2 separate regions of the Mus musculus genome follow, and region 1 is linked to region 2. The links are chromatin contacts, called in public HiChIP or PLAC-seq maps. All regions are on one chromosome and are shown on one strand. Each heading gives the region's core, a stretch centred on a gene start, on an enhancer-like site or on the middle of the called end of the contact. The rest is flanking DNA. Distances are from core to core; before and after follow the strand shown. Region 1 overlaps Kcnab1 (potassium voltage-gated channel, shaker-related subfamily, beta member 1). Region 2 overlaps Kcnab1 (potassium voltage-gated channel, shaker-related subfamily, beta member 1).

Region 1 (5,494 bases), core at 1,852-4,351, 180 kb after region 2:
CATTCAAATTCTAACATTCTTGGAATATACAGTATACTGTTGTTATTGATCATTACCCTACTGTATAGCAGCAGTCCCTCTACATATTTAACTTAACATCTGTAACCAATCTTTCCCCACCTCCCATTCCTCAGTACTTACCACATCCAGCATCTGAAGGCCATTTATTCTACTCTTTTTTAAATTTATTTTTATTTTGTGTGCATGAGGGTTTTGCCTGCATGTATGTGTGTGCACCAGGTTTCTGTAATGTCCAAGGAGACCAGAATCATCAGATCCTCCTGGAAGTCCAGTTACAGACAGCCACAAACTATATGGGTGCTAGGTGTTAGCATTTTGTCTAATCTCTGCCCCACAGTTACCTGGCAATAGCCAGGTATGCCCGACTCATTATAAAAGGGGCTGCCTGCCCCCTCCTCCCTCTCTCTCTCTCTCTCTCTCTCTCTCTCTCTCTCTCTCTCTCTCTCTCTCTCCTGCTCTTGCCTTCCTGCTCCTACTCTCTCCCTGTTCCCTTCCCCCCTCTCTTCATGTACTCATGGCCAGCCTCTACTACTCTACTCTCTCTGTCTGTCTCTGTCTGTCCTGTCTGTCTGTCCCTCTCTCTCTATCTCTCTGTCTCTCTGTCTCTGTCTCTCTCTCTGTCTCTCTCTCTCTCTCTCTCTCTCTCTCTCTCGCCTACCCTCTTGACTCCCCTCCCCATGCCCTGAATAAACTCTATTCTATACTATACCATCATGTGGCTGGTCCCTCAGGGGGAAGGGATGCTTCCCCCATACCTGACTACACCTCCACCAAACATATCCCCTCGCTCTTTACCTTTCTATAAACACATCACTAGTAACCAAACTTAGAGAGGACCCTCTGCTCCTACTACTGAGCATCTCTCTGGCCCCCAGCATAACATTTTTAAACTCTGCATGTAAGTGAGACCACTTGGCATTTGTTTTCTTATATGTTTTATTTTACTTAGAATAATGTTTTGCCACATGGTGGGACTCATGGCTCTAGCTGCATATGTGGCAGAGGAATGGTCTGCATATGGTCCTGTGAAGGCTTGATGCCCCAGTATAAGAATACTAGGACAGGAAGCAGGAGTGGGTGGGTTGGGGAGCAGGGGAAGGGGAGAAGGGGATAGGGGATTTTCAGAGGGGAAACTAGGAAAGGGGAAAACATTTGAAATGTAAATAAAGAAAATAGTAAAAATTAAAATTAAAAAAGAATAATGTTTTGCTTTCCGTATATTATGTTGTCATAAATGATAGGATATAATGTTCTAGTGGCTGAATATAATATGCATGACCTTATAAGATAGATAGATAGATAGATAGATAGATAGATAGATAGATAGATAGTCAGATAGATAGATAGATAATCACATTTTTTTTCATTTATTTGAGGCAATATATATTTCAGCCTATTTACCATTACATAATTGAATCATGACAAAGATGATTACAGTGGTGGTAGATAATGATTTGCTATTGAGTCTCTTCAATGTTCTTGATATCAGTCCTTAGTCAGATGTATATTGGACAAATACTTTTCTTCATTATGTATATCTGTATTGCAGAATTCCATCCAGTTATATTTAAAATAGTTATTGATGGGAAAGGACTCACCCATCATGATGGGTGTTATATTGTTTTTTATGATGTTACTTGTTTTCTATATTGTTTTAGCTCCTCATTTCTTCCTCTCTCAGTGTTTTTGGTTGTGAGTTTTTCTAGTAGTGTTGTCTGGTTCTTTTTTTTTTTTTTTTTTTTTTTTTTGGTTGTTTCGTTTGTCTGTTTGTTTCGGGACAGGGTTTCTCTTGTGTAGTCCTGGCTGTCCTTGAACTCACTCTGTAGACCAGGCTGGCCTCAAACTCAGAAATCTGCCTGCCTCTGCCTCCCAAGTGCTAGGATTAAAGGCGTGCGCCACCACGCCCAGCGATTCTTTATTTTTTGTTATGGTGTAACCGTAGGTTTTCTCTTTGTACTTAATATTAAATATACAAAAAGATTATTTAGTACAAGTTATTTTGAAAATATGGCAACTTAATTTTGATCATAAATATTAAAAATAAAGAAAACCTCAATACATGCACTGTATTCTGTCATATATTTTAATTTCTAATGTTTCATTTCATCTTTTTCTATTGCCTATTTCTTAAAATAGCAGTGTAGTCATTTTCAAATTTTTTGATTTTTAATCCTCATACTAAAGATATTTGGAGTGCCATAGTTAAAGTATTAGAAGACACCACATCTGTCTGAAAACTCACTGCCCGCTTCCAGTGTTTTGTTTACTCAACAATGTCTTGTGCTCGCAAGAATTCCCCTTAGGATTTATTCTAGACTGAGTCTAAGTGGCAAGAATTCCCTTCGCTTCTATTTAGAAATATCCTTTTGTCTCCTCCTCTGAAAGCTTGCTTTGCTGAGTACACCAGCCATTATTATTAATTATTAGTTATTACTATTACTATTATCATGTATTCACTTTACAACCCAATATCAGCCCTTCCTATCCTTCCACTTCCTCCTCTTACACATCCTCCCTCCATTCCTTCTTCTCTTGCTATTTTCACAATTCTCTTCTTTTAACTTTTGAGACCTGATTATAACATGTCAACTTGGGGTAGATTTGGTTAAATCACATCTGTTACCTTTGACTTTCCTCCATCTGGGTATTTGGTTCTCTCTCTAGGTTTGGAAAGCTTTTTGTTACTATCTTTTTTAGGAAATACATTAATATCGTCATACATTTTTATGTATATACAAACCTATGTGTGAATCATGCTTATTCCTATAAAACCAGTTTTTAATATACTTTATTTATTAAATGTGTTCTTTGATAACGCATTTTATACGAATGCATTGCATAATACATTCGGGTTACTCTCTCTTCCTCCTCTCCCATCTTCCTCTTCCTCTGTCTAACTCCCTTCTAGCTGCAAGTCGCTTTCTCAAATTCTGGTCCTTTTGTTTTGTTTTGTTTTGTTTTGTTTTGTGACACCCTGAGTTTCACTAAGGCAGTCATGGGATAATGTGTGAGTCACACATGGGTATACAATGAAATATAATGGCTGAGCCTCTCCCAGAGTCCACTAGTAGCCAATAGTTCAGTAGGGAGGGGTAGGGCCCACGAGCCCCTCCCTTATCCATGTTTAACTGATGTCAAGGCGAGTGTTATACAAGACAGCCTCAGCTGCTGGGAAATCACAGTTGCATTGATCGTGGCATACCCAGAAATTAGCCTTTCACAGCCTTTCCGGCTCTTGTATACTTTCTGACCCTTCTGTCTATAACGATCCTGGAGCATCAGAGAGGAGGTAGAGATGTCCTGTTCAGGCCTGAGCACTAGACTGTCACTTTTTCTCAGCATGTTATTATATTTTTATAAGTTTTATCTCTTAAAATTTATGCATATGTATTTGTGTCTGTGTGAGTAGATGCCACATGTGCAGGGAAGAAGAGTCAAGGTCAGAAAGGAGCTAGAGTTACAGGCTATAGATGCCACCCAACTCTGCTAGGAATTGAACTGGGGTCCCTGGTAGAGAAGAAAAGACTTATTAGCTGCCGAAGCCATCTTTCCATCCCCTTGTTACTTTTAGTAAATGTTTAACTCTAGGATTCCGAAACCCTCACTGAAACCCCAAACCTGAGTATCTCTTCTTTTCATGATGTTCTGAGACCCTGCGAGCTTTCCTCATTCCTTTTCACTTTCTTCCTCCTGGATATATTCAAATATCTTGACTTCAAGTTCACTGCCCCTGCTGTTAGGTGGATTCTCTGTGGATGCTGTCAGTTCCCTCTTCATCTGCTCTGCATTTCAGCTCCAGGAGTTGTTACAGGTTCTAAAAATGATTTTACTTTCTGTAGCAAGGTTTCCTGGTGATTACTCAATTGTTTCTCCAGAGATTTTATTTTGTTGTTGTTATGGTTGTTGTCTGCTTTTATTTCTCATTTTCAAGACAGGGTTTGTCTGTGTAGCCCTGGCTGTCCTGGAGCTCCCTCTGTAGACCAGGCTGGCCTTGAACTTAGATATTTGTCTGCTTCTACATCTCAAGTGCTGGAAAAAGGGTGTGCTCCCACCACCACCACCCAGATTCTCTTGTGCTTTTAAGGATCATGTTTCAGTAGGTTATTTCTAATGTATTATCCACCCCTGGACCAGTTCTGGCATACATATACATATACATGTACATATACATATTTTTTGAGATTATAATTATGTCACTTCCTCCTACCCTTTCCTCCCTTCAAACCCTCCTATACATCTTTCCTTGCTTTCTTCCAAATGCATGGCTTCTATTTTTCATTATTTGTTGTCACAAATATATACATACACACATACATACATACATGCACACATACACACAGAGACACATGCATGCATACATATACACATGGACACACACATATATACATGGATATACACAGACATACAGACACACACAAACATACACATATATACATATACACACATATATATGTATATACATATACACACACAGAGACACACATACACAGACATAGATACACAAACACATACACAGACATACAGACACAGACACACACGCACACATACACATACATGCATACATACACACACATACACAAACACACAGACACATGCACATACACATATATATAGTCTTACATTCATAAATACAACCTACATAATGTTACTTTTATGTACATTTTCAGGGCTGTCCATTTGGTATTAGATAACCAATTGGTGTGTTCTTTCTTGAGAAAGACTATTTCTCCAACTCTTGCTTGACCATTACACAAAACAGGATCTCATTAACTCAGACAAGCTTCTAAGTTGCAATCCTCCTGCCTCAACATACTTAGTGCTGGAAGTACAGCCATGTGTCACCATGCTCAGCTTCTCTGTATCTTCTTGAAGTTCACGACTTTCCATCAAATAACTGTTTTGAATTCTTGTCCAAGAGGCCAACATATCCACCACCTCATCATCGGCTTTTGACATCTCAGCTCCCTGGAAGCTCTCGATGCTTGTTAGTATCTGACAGCATCCATGCACTGAAGCATTCGGCGTGTATTCCAGCTGTCACTACTTGGCTTTAATGGTGCCTGGCCTGGGAATTCTAAGAAGGTCGTTCTGGAGCCTGTATTTATTGCCCACGGTTGCAACACTAGAGGGCGCTAGTCCCAGTAAATTCAAAACTAGTGCTGCTATTCTGCTATCCCTAGCTTAGGTTTGTTGCAATTGGTACCGCTGTATGTGGTAGATTAGGGGACTGCCTAGATAAGGTGATCCAATCTCAGGACCGAACACCTCATCTACAATCACTAGCCTGCAGTCAGGAACAACAGGGTTCTAAGCAGCCCTGAGCCTTACCACAAGGGATGCAGCTCAAAAGGCCAGGTTTGGGTGCCTCTCTGGAGCCCTTAGGTTCCTGAGTCCAGTGTAACTATGTTTCCATGGCCTGTCTGGTGATGTCGTCCCTTTGGCTGGACACCACTGCAGCCAGGTACAGGCAATG
Region 2 (6,088 bases), core at 676-3,175:
AAAAATACAAGCATATACAGAGATTAGTTAAAATCAAAATAATTTTGGAAGAAGAGAGATAGTTACAAGCTCACCACTCAACCCTCTCCCTGAATTATGTAAAAATTGCTCATTTAAAGAACATCTGCCCACTCAGCTCACAGTGCCATTCTTCATGTAGGTCTTCTTTCCCGTTTATCAGAAATGGCTGCAGGCATGACTCAGGCAACACTGGCCCCTGAGCTCCCATTTACAAGGCTTTGAGTATTTCTTTCCTTGCCCCTTGTCTTTTGTACTTCATCCTGGATCATTTTGATCTACTTCTCTGCTTCTTAAAAAAAAACACTAGAGGCCTCACATTCCACAGTACTAGTAACACACAGTAGCTCAAATACATACACAGAAATTAAGTTCAATGAAAAAAAGGTTTGTAAGATATGACCTCCTTCCTCTTTTTACTGGCTGCTCCATGAAGGTATAATGCCCGCCAGGCCCTAACACTGTGAATGCGTGGCTCGTGAAATTTGTAGCTGGAGTTTATTTGGAGATCCTGAACTGAGGAGATTATCCTGGATTATCCAGGCACAACTTAGTGCAACCACAAAAACTCCCTCTTGAGAGTGAAGTAGAGGGAAATTCTGATGACAGACAGATGGAAGGGTGTTCACCGCTGGGTCTGAAGAGAGAGCTGACGGCTGAGTGTGGCAGAATGCAGTGGCGACAAAAAGACCAGGAAGTGATTCTCTGCCAAAGCTGCGTTGGTGACCAGCCCTGCTCCCCTGACCATGTCTCTGACTTTAGCCAGCTAAAACTGATTGAGAAATGCTGGCTTCTACAGCAATGTGAGGCAATCTAAAGTTCTTGTAGAGCCACTAAATTCCTGTTAATTGGTTGGAGCATCAGAAGGAATTTAATGTAGTCAGTTATCACCATGATAAGGTAAAAGTTCTAACCCAGAAAAGAAAGAGGAGATGATGTCCCTGTTTGAGTGACCGGAGCTGGAGTGATATTTGTAATTGATTGAGCCGTGTTCTGATAAGGGAGGGCACCATGATTTCAGCTGGAAGCACCACTTTCCAATGCAGCCTGCCTTTCGATCTGATCAGAAGCATTCCGTCTCTCAGCGCTGTGTGTCATTCATCAGCCAGTCAGTACCAGCTACCTGGTATGCAGCTGTCTTATGTACTGCCTCGGAAGTGACCTCCTGGAGGGCAAGAATCCATCTTCTTTCTCTTGATCAATAATTTCTGAGAACCTGCCACATAATGGGCACTTGGGAGAAGAGCTGAAAGTGGGAGTATAAAAAGAAAGATGTTAGTCAATTTATAGACTATGGTAAGTCATACATAAAAAATGCAAAAGTGTACATATATATATATATGTATATATATGTGTGTGTATGTATATATATATGTGTGTATGTATATATATACGTGTGTATGTATATATAGATACATAAACTGAGGCTCAGGAAGGTAAAACACCCCATACCATCCTGCCTGAATCTAGATTCCAGCCTGATAGCCATGTATTTCATTGCCTCCATACCCACCCACTTATGAGGTCACACATGCAGGAGAAACAAAGATGAGAGGGATGTATGCCCTGAGCCAGAATCTTAAATGTCAAAGACATCTAACATCTGTTGTCTGATTTAAAGTAAGTACATGTGACGCATACATCCTTGATTCTAGGTAAAGGTACAAAGAATTAATTTTCCTTCACTGCTCTGTGGCTACATTTGGAGATAGATTCACCAACAATCTAGAATCATGTGAGCACCAGGCAGGAAGCTGATACATACTTTGTCAATAGGAAAACTGAGTCACTACATAAATAAATAATATTGCCAATATCGGACAATGAGTCAGACCTATGGGCAGACGAAGGTGAGGAATGCATCTAGGGTGCATGGGAGTGTCTGCTTTTCCCTCCGAGGGCTGTGGTAGCCAGCCTTGTGTGTGGGAGAGGAGTCTCTGTCGGGTCTGTGAACATGTGGGCTGCAGACAGGACACTACCAGGCTCCATGTTGCTTGTTCTTGGCAAAGTGATGCTCTGCAAATTCCTGCAACTTCCTGAGAGCCCACTGCTATCACCCTCACATGAGAATGTACTGCTCTCTGGAGGCCCTGGAATTCTTTAAGGCCCTGGAATTCTTTAAGGCTCTGGAATTCTTTAAGGCCCTGGAATTCTTTAAGGCTTTGTAGATCAAGCACTGTGGGTCATTCTGAGAACTGAAGTCCAGAATATTATCAAATACTCACTAGCCTCCAACCGGACGGGAAAGACGAAGATCTTGCTTTTCACCAACCAATAGAAACTTTCATTTTGGTTTTCCTCTTAGCGCATGTTGATCTCAGTAGCATACATGGGCCAATGTAAGAAAAAAGTTCCTGTTCATTCAGGTGGGATTAAAAACCCATTTTACACAATATAATTCATGTGTGTGTTCCTTTAGCCTCTAAAGATGTGGACATTTCTTCTTACATAGAAAATTGTCAATGGGGAATGAAGTTAAAGACAGAAAAGTTGTTATATAATTGAATATAAATGTGGGAGTCTTGTTACTTAGAGCAAAGCTGACAGGGAAAACAATAGTAGATACCTGGGCAAAGGATTTTATCTTAGAACAATGGCATTTTGACCTATAGACTGAATGATGGTTATATCACACACACATACACACACACAAACACACAATTTTATATTCATATATATATATATATATATATATATATTTCTATCTCAGTAGAGCATACATGGGCCAATGTAAGAAAAAATGTGTATATTTATGTGGATATATGTGTGTGTGTGTGTGTGTGTGTGTATAAAGAGAGAGATATGTGCATATTAATACCATTAGAAACAGTATAGTCACCCTAAATAACTTGTATTTACATAGCATTCATGTCAGTTTTATTGCCTCAGTTTTATTTTTAAAAGAATCCTGAGCAGTAAGTAGAACAGGGCTTTTTTTCCTTCAGTTTATAGATGATGAAACCAAAGCCCAAAGAACCATGCTGCTCTGGAAAACCAGCATCATCCAGCCACCAGCAGTAAAGTCAGGTTGCCGACCTGGGCTGGAAGCCTAGGTGCACTGCAGACATCCTGCATAAAACAACACAAGGAAGTGCTGTACTCCATGATAGCTAAGACCTGTGCTAGAGTAAGATCTTAGTTATATCCTGGCTCTGCCATTTATTAACGTGTGATCCTGTACAAGTCGCAGAGCCTATCAGGATTTCAGTATATTTCAATCCATAAAATGGAAATGATTGTACTAAATTATTTAGGATCCAGATAAATGGCACACTCAAGTAAGAGGAGGAGTTTAAGAGGCCATCAATGGGCTGAGTGCACAGAGAGCTACAGGCACTCCAGGAAAGTTGGTGAACACGCTGGGGATAGCAAGGAACCCCCATATCTTCAGCATGAGGAGGGGAAGCAAGGCCCGGAAGCTAAAGAGAATCCAGTGGCTGTCCAACTGGGTTAAAGCATAGAGCTGTGAAATGACATACAGCCTAGAATCCTAAGAAATTAAACTGGAAGAACAGTACTACCAAGCCTCTCTTCTCATCCTACTGTGAGATCCTAAGAAACCCTTAGCTTTCTCCTTTGGGAGCCTGAAGGTAAGGTCCGAAGAAGTGAGCACCCAGAGCACAGATCAGGGAGACGGAGAGAGGAGATGCAGAGGGAAGTGCAGGACAGTCTGCACGGAGCACCTCTCAGGGTCAAGTTTTGATGGTTACATGTGCTAAGACGAGAAACAGCTGGAACAAAGCCCAGAGCATAGCTCGCCTCAGCACAGGTCAGCTGTTGACATGATTATTTTTACCACTCTCCAAGCACTGGGTATGGTTTCAGCTGCAGGAAGATATTAATATTTCTAGACTCTTGACTGAAAAGAACCCATTTTGCTCTGGAACCTAGAATAATTATTCCTCTCAGAGTTTGCAAAAGGTAGGTCAGATGTTAGAAGTTAATTCTTTTTTTTTTTTTTTTTTTTTTTTTTTTTTTTTTTCCATTTTTTATTAGGTATTTCGCTCATTTACATCTGCAATGCTATACCAAAAGTCCCCCATAGCCACCCACCCCCTCTCCCCTACCCACCCACTCCCCTTTTATGGCCCTGGCGTTCCCCTGTACTGGGGCATATAAAGTTTGCGTGTCCAATGGGCCTCTCTTTCCAGTGATGGCCGACTAGGCCATCTTTTGATGCATATGCAGCTAGAGTCAAGAGCTCCGGGATACTGGTTAGTTCATAATGTTGTTCCACCTATAGGGTTGCAGATCCCTTTAGCTTCTTTGGTACTTTCTCTAGCTCCTTCATTGGGGGCCATGTGATCCATCCAATAGCCGACTGTGAGCATCCACTTCTATGTTTGCTAGGCCCAGGCATACTCTGACAAGAGACAGCTATATCAGGGTCCTTTCAGCATAATCTTGCTAGTGTATGCAATGGTGTCAGCATTTGGAAGCTGATTATGGGATGGATCCCCGGATATGGTAGTGTCTACATGGTCCATCCTTTTATCTCAACTCCAAACTTTGTCTCTGTAACTCCTTCCAAGGGTGTTTTGCTCCCACTTCTAAGGAGGGGCATAGTGTTCACACTTCAGTCTTCATTTTTCTTGAGTTTCATGTGTTTAGGAAATTGTATCTTATATCTTGGGTATCTTAGGTTTTGGGCTAATATCCACTTATCAGTGAGTACATATTGTGTGAGTTCCTTTGTGAATGTGTTACCTCACTCAGGATGATGCCCTCCAGGTCCATCCATTTGGCCAGGAATTTCATAAATTCATTCTTTTTAATAGCTGAGTAGTACTCCATTGTGTAGATGTACCACATCTTCTGTATCCATTCCTCTGTTGAGGGGCATCTGGGTTCCTTCCAGCTTCTGGCTATTATAAATAAGGCTGCTATGAACATAGTGGAGCATGTGTCCTTCCATAGGATTGTAAAAGGAACATTTATATGTACATTTTAACATTGCATCTGCTGACAAGATAATTAAGAGTGTGACAGGGTTTCCATTGTGGCTTGCTATTTTCAAGCATTTATAACTTGGTTATGAAATGTTGCTCCAAGGCGAAACTTGGCTACTATGCCTCAGCCTTTAGATTAAAATAAATTTTACATGGAAAAACATCCTTTTAATTGCCTTTCACTTGAGTAATGGATTGCTGTGTGTGCACTGTGGGTGTTAAGAGTGTGTGTATCCATTAGTATGTGTGGCTACAGTTCTCTGTTCTGTTTTCTTTCTTTACCATCACAATGCCATTAACCTTGCCACTTTTAAAGGAAATGACTCAAAAAGATGAGTCACTTGCAGGCTCACCTAAGGGGAGAGGAAGAAAGAGAAAAAGAAAGACAGAGAAGCAACAGCCACAAGACAGGTGACTTGCCCAGCCACATACACACACACACACACACACACACACACACGACATTTTAGTATTTACTAGCCTCTCATTTTTCACAAAGCCACTTCCCATCAGAGCTGATATCTTCAACCACCAACTGCACCAAGGGCCTTCTGGGATTCTCTGGGAGTCATGATGGATCTAGTAATAGACAGCAGCACAAAAACAAGAAATTCTAGAATCCCATTAAAACCACATGCAAATTCCTTCCGATTGCACAACTAATGTTTCACATAGGGAATTAAATATTTAAGATACCTAAGACATTGGTTGCCCTGGTTATTTACAAAGCTAATCTGTATCCGAAGAATGAAAAGGCTACTGGGAGAGCAGTTACAGAGAGCAGAAAAAGAAGGAAGACAAGGAAACTCAAGGCTGTGCTCAGTGTTTTCTGGAAGAATCTGGTCCCCTGAGAGATGGTGAGCTGAAAGAGAGAGCAGAAGCCGTTCCCCTTGCAGATACACCCACAGGTAGTGGTTTTGTAACACAGCTGAAAATAGTCAGCATTTATTTTATGTTGCAGGTTCTTCCAGGCATTGATTGTATCACTCATTGATTAGTTCACTGATCTATTGCACAGGCCCTGAAAAAAAAAAATCAGTGCATTCAAGGCAAGTCCCAGGTAGCACTATATCCCCAGCCTTGCATATACTTTCAGAATCAAGGATCTTGAGAACTTGGGT

What was found. HiChIP or PLAC-seq counts read pairs in DNA pulled down with a chosen protein or histone mark.
Region 1: a FOXA1 HiChIP or PLAC-seq map of pancreatic cancer cells shows a contact between it and region 2. The contact joins two enhancer-like sites. A contact is called at or near these places in 1 of 484 Hi-C or Micro-C datasets (embryonic fibroblasts) and 1 of 115 datasets of contacts at active chromatin or transcription factors (pancreatic cancer cells).

What each region holds. Positions count from the first base shown.
Region 1 is chr3:65,312,945-65,318,438 of GRCm38.p6, forward strand. The region is part of intron 7 of Kcnab1 (potassium voltage-gated channel, shaker-related subfamily, beta member 1); the gene reads left to right. Among named protein-coding and RNA genes, the nearest start is that of A330015K06Rik, 13 kb to the left of the region's middle. Within about 2 kb of position 3,102, at least 12 of the 459 cell types and tissues checked have an H3K27ac peak or open chromatin away from gene starts, as enhancers often do. A contact at or near this core is called in pancreatic cancer cells, where this site is marked.
Region 2 is chr3:65,133,351-65,139,438 of GRCm38.p6, forward strand. The region is part of intron 1 of Kcnab1 (potassium voltage-gated channel, shaker-related subfamily, beta member 1); the gene reads left to right. It overlaps A330015K06Rik (RIKEN cDNA A330015K06 gene), which reads right to left. Exons shown (of 5, transcript NR_126080.1): 4 at 2,244-2,458; 5 at 1-1,264. Among named protein-coding and RNA genes, the nearest start is that of Kcnab1, 27 kb to the left of the region's middle. Within about 2 kb of position 1,926, at least 36 of the 459 cell types and tissues checked have an H3K27ac peak or open chromatin away from gene starts, as enhancers often do. A contact at or near this core is called in pancreatic cancer cells, where this site is marked.